3 separate regions of the Pan troglodytes genome follow, and all the other regions are linked to region 2. Evidence: chromatin contacts called from public Hi-C and HiChIP or PLAC-seq data. All regions are on one chromosome and are shown on one strand. Each heading gives the region's core, a stretch centred on a gene start, on an enhancer-like site or on the middle of the called end of the contact. The rest is flanking DNA. Distances are from core to core; before and after follow the strand shown. Region 1 holds the start of TMEM167B (transmembrane protein 167B). Region 2 holds the start of GPR61 (G protein-coupled receptor 61). Region 3 holds the start of PSRC1 (proline and serine rich coiled-coil 1).

Region 1 (4,390 bases), core at 1,298-3,797, 450 kb after region 2:
CAACTCCTGGACACAAGCAATCCTCCTGCCTTGGCCCCCCAAAGTGCTGAGATTATAGGCATGAGCCACCACACCCAGCAAATTTTAACTTTTACCTCTTCCCTCAACTTTGGAGAATGATTAATTTTCCAGACTCTCAGACCCAATCTGAGGGATTTTTTTCTAAAAATGAAACCAAATACAATCCCAGCTCACTGTACTCCCTACTTTGTAGCTCCACACTGTCCAGAGATGGCAGTCTCTTCTCCCTGTCCAGACATGGCCTCACCTTTGTAAAACACACCCCAAACACCCTTCTTCTCTGATAGCAGCCAGGTTTTGAGACGAGGTACTTTCTTGAAGTAGGCACAGGTGCAAACAAAGAGCAAACCAAACACCAGAATCCCATCCAAGGAGTACACTGTTAAATAAAGAAGAAGAAAAAACCTTAGGTACTGATCTAGCGTCGGACCTGTGATCCCGCCTGAGAACTCTAAGGAAGATAGTGTGTGACATAATAACAAAATAATAACCCCAACAGGCAGTACCGACACTTGACAAGGGGGAGCCAGGATCCTGGGACTAACACGATTATTTTACTGTTCCCAAAAATTGCTTGTAGGAGGAAGGGGGATCAATTGAGCCCAGGAGTTCGAGGCTGCAATGAACTACGATCATGCCACTGCACTGTAGCCTGAGCAACAGAGTGAGACCTCAACTCAAAAAAAATTTTTTTTTTTTTTTTACATCCCCTTTACTAAAATGTCACTGGTCCTTCCCCTCACCTTTCAAGAAGTAGAAATCCTGGGCAGAAATTAGCATCCCAGGAATGACTAGTGTTGGCAATAGATTGAGACATATGAATCCTTAGAGACTCAGCACAGAGAATTTAACATGTTCTTGTTATAAATCACTCATATGATAAAGGAGAGCTAGATATGTAGCCAAAACTGTCAGATGTGCAACTGTTGGTGAAGAATATGTTAAGGCAAAAAATTAAGCTTAATGAAAGTTGCAAGAGTAAGAACCCACATGACTACAATTTTCCTATCATCTTACACTTTATGGATGATACTCTAAGAAACCGAATTTCTGCCAGAATAATAACAGATTTTTCTAAAACAAAGAAAAAGGATCTAAGGCTTCAACATAGAAAGCTTTAACTTCTTAGCTCTGTTTCTTAAATACATAAACCAAGCTTATTTCTTGTACAGGGAAGCACAATGAATCACCTAATTGCAAAAAACAAGAAGATATTGGACCACAAAATGGGGGAAGAATGACTAAAATTTATTCAGCAACTACCGTGTCAAACTGCTGTCTTACTTCCTGGTTCAGATTCTGTCTTCCTCTGGGTAAATTCCCTTTTCTTACTGTGCCTAGTATTCTGAGACCTCTGACTTCCCAGGAAGCTCCAAATGAATATTATATATAACCAGTGTCCGCCAGTTCTAGATCACACTACCTCTCTTCCTCCAGTAAAACTGTCTCACAGCTAAGGTGTCACTAAGAAAGGGTCCAGCAAATTAATACATACACTAAGGTTTTCTGAGGAACTATACCTTCACGTGCTACCCCTTTTCTCTCATAAGTTTCTGCAGACAATGTCAAAATTCACAAGGAGGTTAAATTCGAGTCTTCAGTGCCAGGTCTATGGACAAAGTACTTTTGAGAAATGCTTTTCGGAGCCCCTCGAATCATCGTAATGCCTAAAAGGCTTTCTCTTCTCCTTTCCTGTAAGGTTGACGCTAAAAATCATGAAGGCCCTCCTTCCTGTCCTCCTCTGGAATTCAGAATTCATAAAGTGTTTGAAGAGGCCTGGAAAATTAGGTCAGATAAACTGCCTCATCATCTAGAAGAGGCAGTGTCTAAATCCACCCCTTGCAACACTAGTCAGGGTCTCCACGTGGGATCACCCCGCCAGGACTTTAAAATAGAAATCTTTCCGGTATTTTTCCATAAGAAGAAGCTTTTGTGGGGTCTACATTCACCAGCACCCCCAAAAGTGTGGGACTTGATATTCTATGTCATTTATTGGCCCTCTCAACAAAACTACGGTCCGAAAGCATGAGAACGCAGGGAGCTGGGAGGAGGAGCCTCTCTCTTCCCCGGGTTTAAATAGCAGTAGTACCTCTGGGACTGACCTCTCCAAGGGCCAGAAAGAACTAAGAAAAAGAAAAGGGAAAGCAAAGCATAGGGATAGATAACTCGAGGTGTGAGCATAAGAGGCACTGGGGGTCCTAGATGAATATGGGAAGGGGGAACCCGTAGAGGAGTATAGGGGTACAGAAGTTAGGGGCGTCGAGAGACCAAGGGGGGCCGGGCTGGGAGGGGGCGGGGAGAACGGCCACGTCAGTCCCGGCCCCGCCCGCCACGTTTTCCCTTCGTCCTTCACTCCCACCCTCCGCTAAGGGCATCAGTTCTCACCGTTCGTCATGGCGGCTGGCCCTGGACCTGGGTAGGGGGTCCGGGTTCAGTGGTAATAGCGGCGGAGATGGGGGAGCGCCCGCTTGACACTTCCCGATCCGGGCCGAGGCGACTGGAAGAAGCCGTAGTACGCAGGAGCAAGGGCCGAGAGGCGAGCGCCGAACGCTATCAGGAGTGGCTAGCCGATTGTCGAGCTCGGGAAACTGCGTGTTTACGTAGGGTAAGAAGAACGCTATCCCGGAGGCTTCCTACTTGGCCGTGGTAACTAAGTCTTTTCTGCGTGCCCCTGCGGGCGTAGGGCTGGGGCTGGCCCGCGTCAGTGTGTTTGAAAAGGTAAAGGCTTGTAGTTTTGTAGTTTATTTTGCGCCGTGGCGGCTGCTGTGTGTAAGCAGCAGCCTACCTATGAGGTTTTCATCGTCCTGGGCTTCCACTTGAGAGAACTCCAGCACCGCGGGTGAAGAAGCCGCACCTGCGGCCTCCGTGACTGCCCTTGAGCTGCTCTTCCTTACTCCGGATGGAAATCTAGTCAGACTGCGTCTGAACGTTGCAAATGAAATGAGGAACCTTGTAACAAAAACAAGTCGCGGCCGGGCGCGGTGGCTCACGCCTGTAATCCCAGCACTTTGGGAGGCCGAGCCAGGCGGATCACCTGAGGTCGGAGTTCGAGACCAGCCTGACCAACAAGGAGAAACCCCGTCTCTACTAAACATACAAAATTAGCCGGGCGCGGTGGCTCATGCCTGTAATGTAATCCCAGCTACTCGGGAAGCTGAGGCAGGAGAATCGCTTGAACCTGGGAGGCGGAGGTTGCGGTGAGCCGAGATCGCGCCATTGCACTCCAGCCTGGGCAACAAGAGCGGAAACTCCGTCTCAAAAACAACAACAACAACAACAACAAAAACCAAGTCGCATCTTTCAGATCCTAAAGCACCACGTCGTCGGAAAACATTCAAATGGTTGCCCGTTTGCTTGTGTGAATTTTTCTTTTCCTTAAACTATCAGGAGAATCTCTATTCTCCTGCATTTAATTAATGCTGGGTTCACTTCAGCCACTTTAACCAGAAATCGGCGATATCTAGACACCGCTTCTCTGGGGACACTTTGACAACGTGACAAAAGACATTGCCAGTCTAATGATGGGGGTGGGGTGGAGGAGACGAAAGTTCAGATTCAGATTTGCATACTGAAATCCTTAATTGCACACAACTCGGCCCGCTTTATTAGAGTTCGGGCGGAAGTGCGACACCGAGTCCTCCAAGGCTAACTGGAGGGTTAAATTATACGGTTACTAATCCGCCGTGCTTGTCAAGGGCCTAAAGGGACTCTGCCCCTTTCTGCTGCAGTGCCATCTGCTGGCTGCAGCCTGCTTGGTTACCCAGAGGGAAAACTGCCAAAGCATCCTCTGGAAGCTGGCCTGGAAAGACAAGCCAAAGTCTAGTGCAGGACAGATGCCTTGAGGAAATATACATATATGCAGAAAGAAAAAAAAAAAAAAAGACGGCGTATATACGGGACAAAACCTAGGACAAGGCCAGGCAGCCACTCAGATTATATATATGTTTGCACATTCACACACAGACAAATTCCCCTGCCCAAAAGAACTGTTCAGGACCACTCAAAAACAAAACAGAACAAAAGCTCTATTGTTTAGGCCTTCGAATCCTTCATCAACCATTGTCTAAAACAGCAGCAGCTGGCCGGGCGCGGCTCCCGCCTGTAATCCCAGCACTTTGGGAGGCCGAGGCAGGCGGATTACCTGAGGTCAGGAGTTCAAGACCACCCTGACCACATGGTGAAACCCCGTCTCTACTTAAAAAAAAAAAAAAAGAAAGAAAGAAAAAAAGAAATACAGAAATTAGCCTGGCATGGTGGCGTGCGCCTGTAATCCCAGCTACTCGGAAGGCAGAGGCAGGAGAATAGCTTGAACCCGGGAGGGAGAGGTTGCAGTGAGCCGAGACAGCACCACTGCCCTCCAGCCTGGGCG
Region 2 (4,387 bases), core at 427-2,926:
CAAGATGGGCCCCACTCTCCTCCACAGTTATAGCCTTACAGTCACCTTTGGTTTTTGGTGTTTCCATAAACCTTACACCAATCCAACTTCTAACATGCTATACATGCAATAGGTGCTGGATACAATTTTGTGAATTGAATCAAACTCAAATTGGTAGTTGAATCCCTGCCCCCTAGGACAAACTCCAAGAACACTCAGTCAGCCAGCTGTGTGCCAGCCAAGGGACTCTCTTGTGGAAAGGATAGCCGGGGTTCCTGGACTTGAGGAAGCCCTAACTTTGGGCAACTGCCTAGAGACGTGCCTCTCTCTAGGGACACAGAAAGCTCATTTCACAGTTAAGATGCCCACAGAGACTTAGAGTCTGCAGAGAAGTTGAAGAGCGGGCACAAAAGTGAGACATCAGCTTCTCATTAGAGTCTACCAGGAAAAATGCCTGAAAGAAATGCTAGGAGAAGCATCCTTCCTTCTTACTCTCCATGCTCTGATTTACCTATCCCTTCTGTCTGTGAGTGAGGCCCAGAGGATGTGGTTCGGAGTCCCTCCCTGGTGGCTGAAGGAGGAGAGGCCCACCATGTCTGGATGGACATCAAGAGTCCCAGACGGAGGGAAGCAGACCTGGTTTCCACGTGGAGCTGGAGGGATGCCACGAAGCCATGATGGAGCCCTGAGCAAGAAGGCATTGGACATTGCTCTTTTTCATAGCTCCCTCAAGCTTGCCAGTGTCTCCACAGTGACTCCTAAATGCCAGGATTCCAATTTACCTCTTAACAGACAGATCAGTGTATTTGGCTAATGGGCACTCCCTCACTAATGGACTGGGGTTATGGAGGGGAGGGCTGTGGTGTAACAGTTTCATAGGTGAAACCCAGGGAGCCTCACTCCTCTCCCAGGTCATATCATTATGCCTACTCCCCCAACAGATGCTTTCCTTCCCCCACTACTTACTTCCAACAGCACCCCTCTTACCTCCAGGACCTTCAGTACCTAGAAGGCTTTGCCACTAGGGCCTGAGGTCTGGGCCTCTAGCAGGGGCATGGTCAAGTTACAGGATGCAAGATGTGCATAAGTGCCCAGCCCAAGGCCACAGAGGTATTGGGATTCACATGCACCTGTTTTCCAGATCCAGAGCTTCCATCCCAAAGACCTGAGCCTGGCCTTCCTTCAGACAAGAGCGTGCCCCTCCTAAGCTAGGGAAGATTTCCAGGGAGCTACAACACCTCTCCTCAGCAGAGTTGCCCACGCCCAGGACACAGTTGCCCATCAGCCTGTATGCTGAAGGGCCCATTCCTAGAATGTGGGAGACCCATGTCCATGACATGGAGCAAGACAGATGGAGAATGCTGTTTGTCTGCAGGATGTGGGTATTCCTGCTGGCAGGAGATGATCAACCCCCCAGCTCTGGGCTTCAGAGATGCCCACACCCCAATACCGCCTTTGGGATACCTGAGAGCCCATCTCCTGATCAAACTGCTCACCAGAATGTAGGCAGGGCTGGTCCTTGGAAAGCCACCCTTCTGTGGGGATACCTTGGCACTCACCACCAGGCTCTGGGTCTGGCCCCCATTCCTGGCCTAGTCGGCAACTCCTACCTTTGCTGAGCAGTCCCGGCTCCCATGTGATAGCTCCTCTCAGCTGATGCTTCTCCAAGGCTGCTGAAGCCTGAAGCACTGCAGTGAGCGGTGAGAGGCAGCCGGCAAAGCAGAGTGCTCCGAGAGCCTCTGGGTCCTAATGGCCTCCTGCTTCCCACCCAGCCCCTCAGAGTCACTTCTGGAGCAAAAAGGTGGGCACCAATGCCCCAGGCAAGGTGCCTGGCAGTGAGCTCAACTCCTCTCACTTCTCTCAGGCTGCTGGATTGCGTCTCAAAAATTTCGTGGGGCCAGGAAATGATAGGTAGGGGAGACCCTCTTGACCAGCCTGATGAAGTAAAAAAAAAGTACATGGAGTCAGAAAATCCAGGTTTAAGGCCTGGCTATGGCACTTACTAGCCGTGTGACCTTGGGCAAGTTGCATTTTGGCTTTGATTTCTTAGCAGTTCAAAGAGAAGATAGGCGAGATGCATGGTTCTGTGTGACATGAGAACCAAGGTGCTGATGCAGGCAGGTCAGCGCAGACCCAGGGCCCCAAGGCTTAGGCCAGGGAGGCGGCTGAGGCTCCAGGGGATGGTCCAAGGTTTGGCCCCTTTGGAAGCTGCCTAATGCGTATGGGGGACAGGTTTAGGAGCAGCACTCAGGTTTGAAGGGCAGCTGAAGGCTTTGTCTTAACCCTGCCCTTGCCTCCCAAAAGCACATTACTATTATTTGCTTAGATTGTATGTTTATTGGAACTGGGGCTGTGAGGGCTGATGGAGATTGGCAGGGAGGGGGCAGGAGGATCTAACATCCCCCCGAGCCACCATGGGAACCACCACAACACTGCTTCCTGAAGGAGACAGAGTGGGGGCCAGGGACTCAGGAATGCTCACACTGATCTGGATTTGTGGGACTGGACAGAGCTAGGTAGCATCAGCCACTGAGCATCGCCCATCTGTGGCATGATGGGCCTTCAGAGACGCAATGAAGGGGCATGGCCTCCCTCTAGCTATGAAGAAAATGATCATTTACCCGGGTACATGACTGATACCCAAGGATAGAATCCTAACATTGCAAAGCTGTAGGACATCCTACTGGCCAAGGTATCCATGTTTCTGAGACCCAGAGAGATAAAGAGATTGCTCAAAGCCACATAGCTCCACATGGCAGAGCCATGAGTCTAAACAGGGAATTCAGGCATGATCCCCTACTCCAGAGCCTGCTTCCCTGAGACTTGCCTATCTAGGGACTCCTTCTGCCTCTAAGAAGGAAAAAGGGAATTCTGGAATTGTTTACCAGACCCAACCCAAAGAGCCATAAGAACAATGAGTTACCCAAGGACCTCACTGGGACAAGTTGGCTGCCCCAAGCCCCAGGTCAAAAACAAAGAGGCCACTGACAAACCAAGAGCCGATGCAGCAAGTGCCGCTGTCACCAGCCACCACTTTTTGAGCTGTTATGAGTGTCAGGCCCTTTACATACAGTTTCTTTGATCCCCACACCAATCTATGAGGCAGCCATGACTTGCCCTATTTTATAAGTGAGGAACCGGGTGCTGGAGGAGAAGTGACTTTCCCCAAATCACACAGCTAATAAGTGCAAGAGCTGATATTTGAACCCAGATCTGTTTGAAGTCCAAGTATTTCCTCCTCCTTCTCCCTTCGTTCTGTGGCCTCTCCAGTGGCCTGACACAAGACTGTGGACTACAGCCCTAAAAGCTATCTTCATAGAAGTAGTCACTGCCTTCCAGAAAGCCTAAAACAGACCTCAAAATTAGGCATACCTGAGTACAAGAAATTCAAATGGAAATACCAAATTGAAAACCTGTAGACAGCAAAGTGATTTTTAGGAAGCCCTGTGCTGTTGTGTTGGCAAGATTAATTTGGCATCAAGCAGATTGTCTGGGATTAGGTAAAGCCTGTCCCTGCTCAGCACCCACATTCTTCCTGCAGGGCCCCAGCCCAGACTGGCATGGCCCCTTCCAAGGGATTCAATAAGAACTGGAGCAGACCTGGGCCCACTGGAACAGGATTTTAGAAAGAGCGCTAGACTGGAGTCAGAAAACCTTGGTCCCAGTTTGGTGCCATTCTATTGGTTGGTGGTAAGACCTTGGCCTGTGAGTTGGCTGTCTGTGAAAATGGGCAAAATTCTTCACTTCCAAGCTTATCTAATAGTGGTAGGGAGCCTGCAAAACAAACATAGCCTGCCTCTCCAGCTTCAGGGAGCTAGCACAGGTAATCACAGCTCATGTGGTGGCCAGCAGGCAAGGCGTCCGTGTCCTGAAGCCCCTCCCAGAGAGCTATTGGGAAAGGCAGTACCAAAGAGGCAGCATGTTCCAGCTGTTGGAACCATCTTGGCTCAGGAGGTCGGCGGGGGAACTGCTTATTCTAGCCTGTGGGCAAATAATAAATAATAATAATAATAATCATGCTGGCTGGGCACAGTGGCTCACGCCTGTAATTCCAGCACTTTGGGAGGCTGAGGCGGGCAGATGATTTGAGATCAGGAGTTCAAGACCAGCCTGGCCAACATGGCGAAACCCCGTCTCTACTAAAAATACAAAAATTAGCTAGGCATGGTGGCACATGCCTGTAATCCCAGCTACTCAGGAGGCTGAGGCAGGAGAATCGCTTGAACCCAGGAGGTGGAGGTTGCAGTGATCTGAGATCGCACCATTGCACTCCAGCCTGGGCAATAAGAGTGAGACTGTGTCTCAAAAAATAATAATAATAAATAATAATAAGAATAATGCTACTAGTTCTTGAAGGCCCACTTTGGGAGGCACTTCTTATGCTGTATCTTATTAAATGATCTCAGTC
Region 3 (3,984 bases), core at 579-3,078, 260 kb after region 2:
GCAAGCTCTGCCTCCCAAGTTCACGCCATTCTCCTGCCTCAGCCTCCCGAGTAGTTGGGGCTACAGGGGCCCGCCACCACGCCCGGCTAATTTTTTGTATTTTTAGTACAGACGGGGTTTCACCGTGTTAGCCAGGATGGTCTGGATCTCCTGACCTCGTGATTCGCCCGCCTCGGCCTCCCAAAGTGCTGGGACTACAGGCGTGAGCCACCGCGCCTGGCCTACTTTCTTTACCATCTTGGTTTCTGGCAGATTTGGCCGGCTTCTTTACTGCACCGTTTTATTAGACGGATGTTTGAGACCTGTATCTTGTGCGGACCTGCTGTCTCCTCCTGTTGTTACCAGAAAGGGGTCCGGATCCAGACCCCAAGAGAGGGTTCTTGGCCCTTGCACAGGAAATAATTCAGGGCAAGTCCATAAAGTGAAAGCAAGTTTATTAAGAAAGAAAAGGGATAAAGAATGCCTACTCCAGAGGCAGAGCAGCCCGGAGGGCTGCTGGTTGGCCATTTTTATGGTTATTTCTTGATTATATGCTAAACAAGGGATGAATTATTCATGAGTTTTCCGGGAAAGGGGTAGGCAACTCCCTGGAACTAAGAATTCCTCCCCTTTTTAGACCATGTAGGGTAATTTCCTGATGTTGCCATGGTATTTGTAAACCGTGGTGATGCTGTCTGGAGTGTCTTTTAGCATGCTAATACATTATAATTAGCGTATAATGAGGACTGAGGACCTCCAGAGGACAGTTTCATCGCCATCTTGGTTTCGGTAGGTTTTGGCTGGCTTCTTTACCGCATGCTGTTTTACCACCAGGGTCTTTGTGACCTGTATCTTGTGCCAACCTCCTATCTCATCCTGTGACTTAGAATGCCTAACCTCCTAGGAATACAGCCCAGGTCTCAACCTTATTTTACCCAGCCTCTATTCCAGATGGAGTCGTTCTGGTCTGAAGCCTCTGACAAGTTCACTGGTGGCCCGGGCAACATTTAGAAACAACAGAGACAACACTCCTAACAAGTTGGTTTAAGCATTTTACAAATACTGCTTTTAGTTCAGAGGGGGCTACTTACAAACACCCCCTCTAAATCCCCTAAGGGCACACGGTAGAAAACGCCTTCATAATTATCCTCGTAACACCGTAACTGCGAGGACCAACATCCTCCTTTCACAGATAAGCGAAGAGAGGTGAAAAGAGGGCAAATATACTCAAGGCAGCCGCCTCTAAACCGAAACTTGGGTTCTGAGGTCAGTTAAACTTGGGTTGCATTTGAACCCAAGCCTGCCTGCGTGAAAAGCCCGTTGCTTTCTTTGCACCTCAGCTGCCTCAGGTTCTTGAAGAGGCGATGGAGGATGTACTTCTAAGAGAACCTCAATATACCTACAATATAAGTGTTTAGGTGCTCCCTTAACTTGGAAAAAACCCACAACTGAGGAACCTCGGCCAATGCGGCGCCTGCATATTGAGTGCGCCCAAGAAAACGAATTTCCTCCCGTAGAGCGTCGGTTAGCGGCCACGTTAGGCAGCACGACCGTTCTGGAGACTGGGTGCTCGGCGGCCCAGCAGAGGGAGGGGGCCGGGGCGCGAGTTCCATACTCGTGGGTCCGTTTCTTCCCTCCTGGCCAGCCGCGCTCTGCTCCCATCTGCCTACGGGAAAGAGAGTCTCCGCGCACGCGAGCACGCGCACTCGCAGCCTCAACCCTCGGCTCCGCCACCGGGATGCAGTCTTCTGGGAACGGTTCTCCCCCAGCCCCCACCGGCTGACTTCCGGCCAGCAGCTCCTCAGCCCCTCCCCCTGAGGATTCACCAATCACGGTGCGCGTGTGGCTTGAGTAGGTGGGGCCTGAGAGATTCGAAAGGAGCCCCGCCCCCTCGGAGCTGATTCCCGGGACTAGGTTGCGGGAGAAAGCCTGTTGCGTGGAAGATAAGGCGGCGCGGGAAGTGGACACAGGGTGGGCTGGAGGTGTGCTTCGCGTGTGATGCCAGGGGAGTGGAAAGGTGGCTTGGGGAGTGCAGAACCCTGAGGATAGTGGCGGGGAGGAAGATGGGGCGTGCAGGCCGCCCCCAGTGAGGAGAGGCCAGGATGCAGGGCGGCTCCAGGGCAATCTGGGCAGTTGGGGGAACCCTCCGTATCGTTCCCGGAGGTAGCAGGAGTAGCTGTGCGGGAGGTGCCACTCCTGGGCGCTTGCTTTGCCTCCAGCATGACCCCCGACCCTGGCTTGCACCCTGAATCTAGCTGCGAGCCTTGGGCAGAATGGATACCTGAGGAAAGGTATGGTTTCTCTCCAGCTCAGATCTAACTGGACTCTCGCTCCTGCTGGCTGGACATGGAGGATTTGGAGGAAGGTAAGGAAAGGAGGGAGGGAAGAATGAAAGGGAGGAGTGAGACCCAGCGATGGAGAGCTGCATCAGGGACCCATGACTGGCTTTCATTCTTCTTTCCCCTTCAGATGTAAGGTTTATTGTGGATGAGACCTTGGACTTTGGGGGGCTGTCACCATCTGACAGGTACCAGCCTCTTTATCCCACTTATTTTCCTCTAACAGTACCTCTTTGTCGCGAATCCCTTACTGCTGAATTATTGGCTTGGGTTGGTAACTTAGCAAGGTTTGGCGCACTTGGGGCTGCTGGGCGGCTGGCTGACTCGGGCCTCTATGACACTATTGGTAGCGGGGAGAGAAGGGAGAAGCTGGAGTTAGATTTCAGGGTGTTAAGAAGAAGGATAAGTGGATTTGCTGCATCTCCATCCTGGCATCATTTCTGATGTCCGTAAATGCTAAAGGCCTATTAGGCCCCATAGAACCAGGTATCTCATCGCCCAGAGGCCACATCTCACAGCCAGCATGGGCATCAGGGCCTAGGGTCATGTCCCTGGCTCTGTTGTGGGGCTCTTTTGCAGTCTCCCTTGCATAATCTCCTGTTCCCTTTTGCATGGGCATGATGCCTGGTTTGTTTCCTGTCTCAGCCGTGAGGAGGAAGACATAACAGTGTTGGTGACTCCAGAGAAACCACTTCGACGGGGCCTCTCCCACCGAAGTGACCCAAATGCAGTGGCACCTGCCCCCCAGGGTGTGAGGCTCAGCCTAGGCCCCCTCAGTCCAGAGAAGCTGGAGGAGATCCTCGATGAGGCCAACCGGCTGGCCGCTCAGCTGGAGCAGTGTGCCCTGCAGGATCGGGAGAGCGCAGGCGAGGGCCTGGGGCCTCGCCGAGTGAAGCCCAGTCCTCGGCGGGAGACCTTTGTGCTGAAGGATAGTCCTGTCCGAGACCTGCTGCCCACTGTGAACTCTTTGACGCGGAGCACCCCCTCCCCAAGCAGCCTGACGCCTCGACTCCGGAGTAATGATAGGAAGGGGTCAGTCAGGGCTCTCCGGGCTACATCTGGAAAGAGGCCCTCCAACATGAAGAGGGTGAGTTGAGAGAGTTGAGTTGGAGGTGTGCCCCAGACATGGTGTGTGCCATGATGCAGGGAGTGGTTTCCTTATTGGTAAAACAGGGATAGTATTTCTACATCTAGAATTGTTGGAATTAAATGAGAACCATGAAAAAAGAGAACCAAAACTCTTACCACAGTGTCTGAGTATATGTCTATGATAAACTCAATAAATGGTATTGGCAATAGTGATGGTGATGGTGATGTGGTGATGTTAGCAGCTAACTTCTACCCTTCCTTACTGGGATGTAGACAACTCTCCACCTCTATTTCTTAATTCCTTAAGCCACAGAACAGATATTTTTTCCACTCTAGTCTTTTTTCTCTCTCTCTTTGTGTTTCAGGAGTCACCCACTTGCAATCTGTTCCCTGCATCCAAAAGCCCAGCATCTTCTCCTCTTACCCGATCGAATCCCCCAGTCCGGGGGAGAGCTGGGCCCAGTGGGAGAGCAGCAGCCAGTGAGGAGACCAGAGCAGCCAAGTTGCGGGTGAGTGGGAGTGGGGAGTTTGTGGGATTGACCCTGAAATTTCTCCACTCCTCTCCACCAGGCCCACC

Evidence for each region. A called contact is a pair of places that touch in the nucleus more often than the background predicts. HiChIP or PLAC-seq counts read pairs in DNA pulled down with a chosen protein or histone mark.
Region 1: a Hi-C map of stem cell-derived neural progenitor cells shows a contact between it and region 2, with 2.5 times the contacts expected there. The contact joins the promoter of TMEM167B here to the promoter of GPR61 in region 2. A contact is called at or near these places in 1 of 7 Hi-C or Micro-C datasets (stem cell-derived neural progenitor cells) and 1 of 1 datasets of contacts at active chromatin or transcription factors (stem cell-derived excitatory neurons).
Region 3: an H3K4me3 HiChIP or PLAC-seq map of stem cell-derived excitatory neurons shows a contact between it and region 2, with 2.6 times the contacts expected there. The contact joins the promoter of PSRC1 here to the promoter of GPR61 in region 2. A contact is called at or near these places in 1 of 7 Hi-C or Micro-C datasets (stem cell-derived neural progenitor cells) and 1 of 1 datasets of contacts at active chromatin or transcription factors (stem cell-derived excitatory neurons).

The regions. Positions count from the first base shown.
Region 1 is chr1:122,397,021-122,401,410 of NHGRI_mPanTro3-v2.0_pri, forward strand. TMEM167B (transmembrane protein 167B) reads right to left here and starts at 2,548. Exons shown (of 3, transcript XM_009427020.3): 1 at 2,407-2,548; 2 at 269-400. The coding sequence starts at 2,416. It overlaps LOC104001853 (a long non-coding RNA gene), which reads left to right and starts at 2,631. Exons shown (of 3, transcript XR_010159156.1): 1 at 2,631-2,739.
Region 2 is chr1:121,948,877-121,953,263 of NHGRI_mPanTro3-v2.0_pri, forward strand. GPR61 (G protein-coupled receptor 61) reads right to left here and starts at 1,677. Exons shown (of 2, transcript XM_003308266.6): 1 at 1,590-1,677.
Region 3 is chr1:122,205,185-122,209,168 of NHGRI_mPanTro3-v2.0_pri, forward strand. PSRC1 (proline and serine rich coiled-coil 1) reads left to right here and starts at 1,829. Exons shown (of 8, transcript XM_001149403.6): 1 at 1,829-1,961; 2 at 2,288-2,344; 3 at 2,449-2,506; 4 at 2,964-3,405; 5 at 3,773-3,887; 6 at 3,978-3,984. The coding sequence starts at 2,326.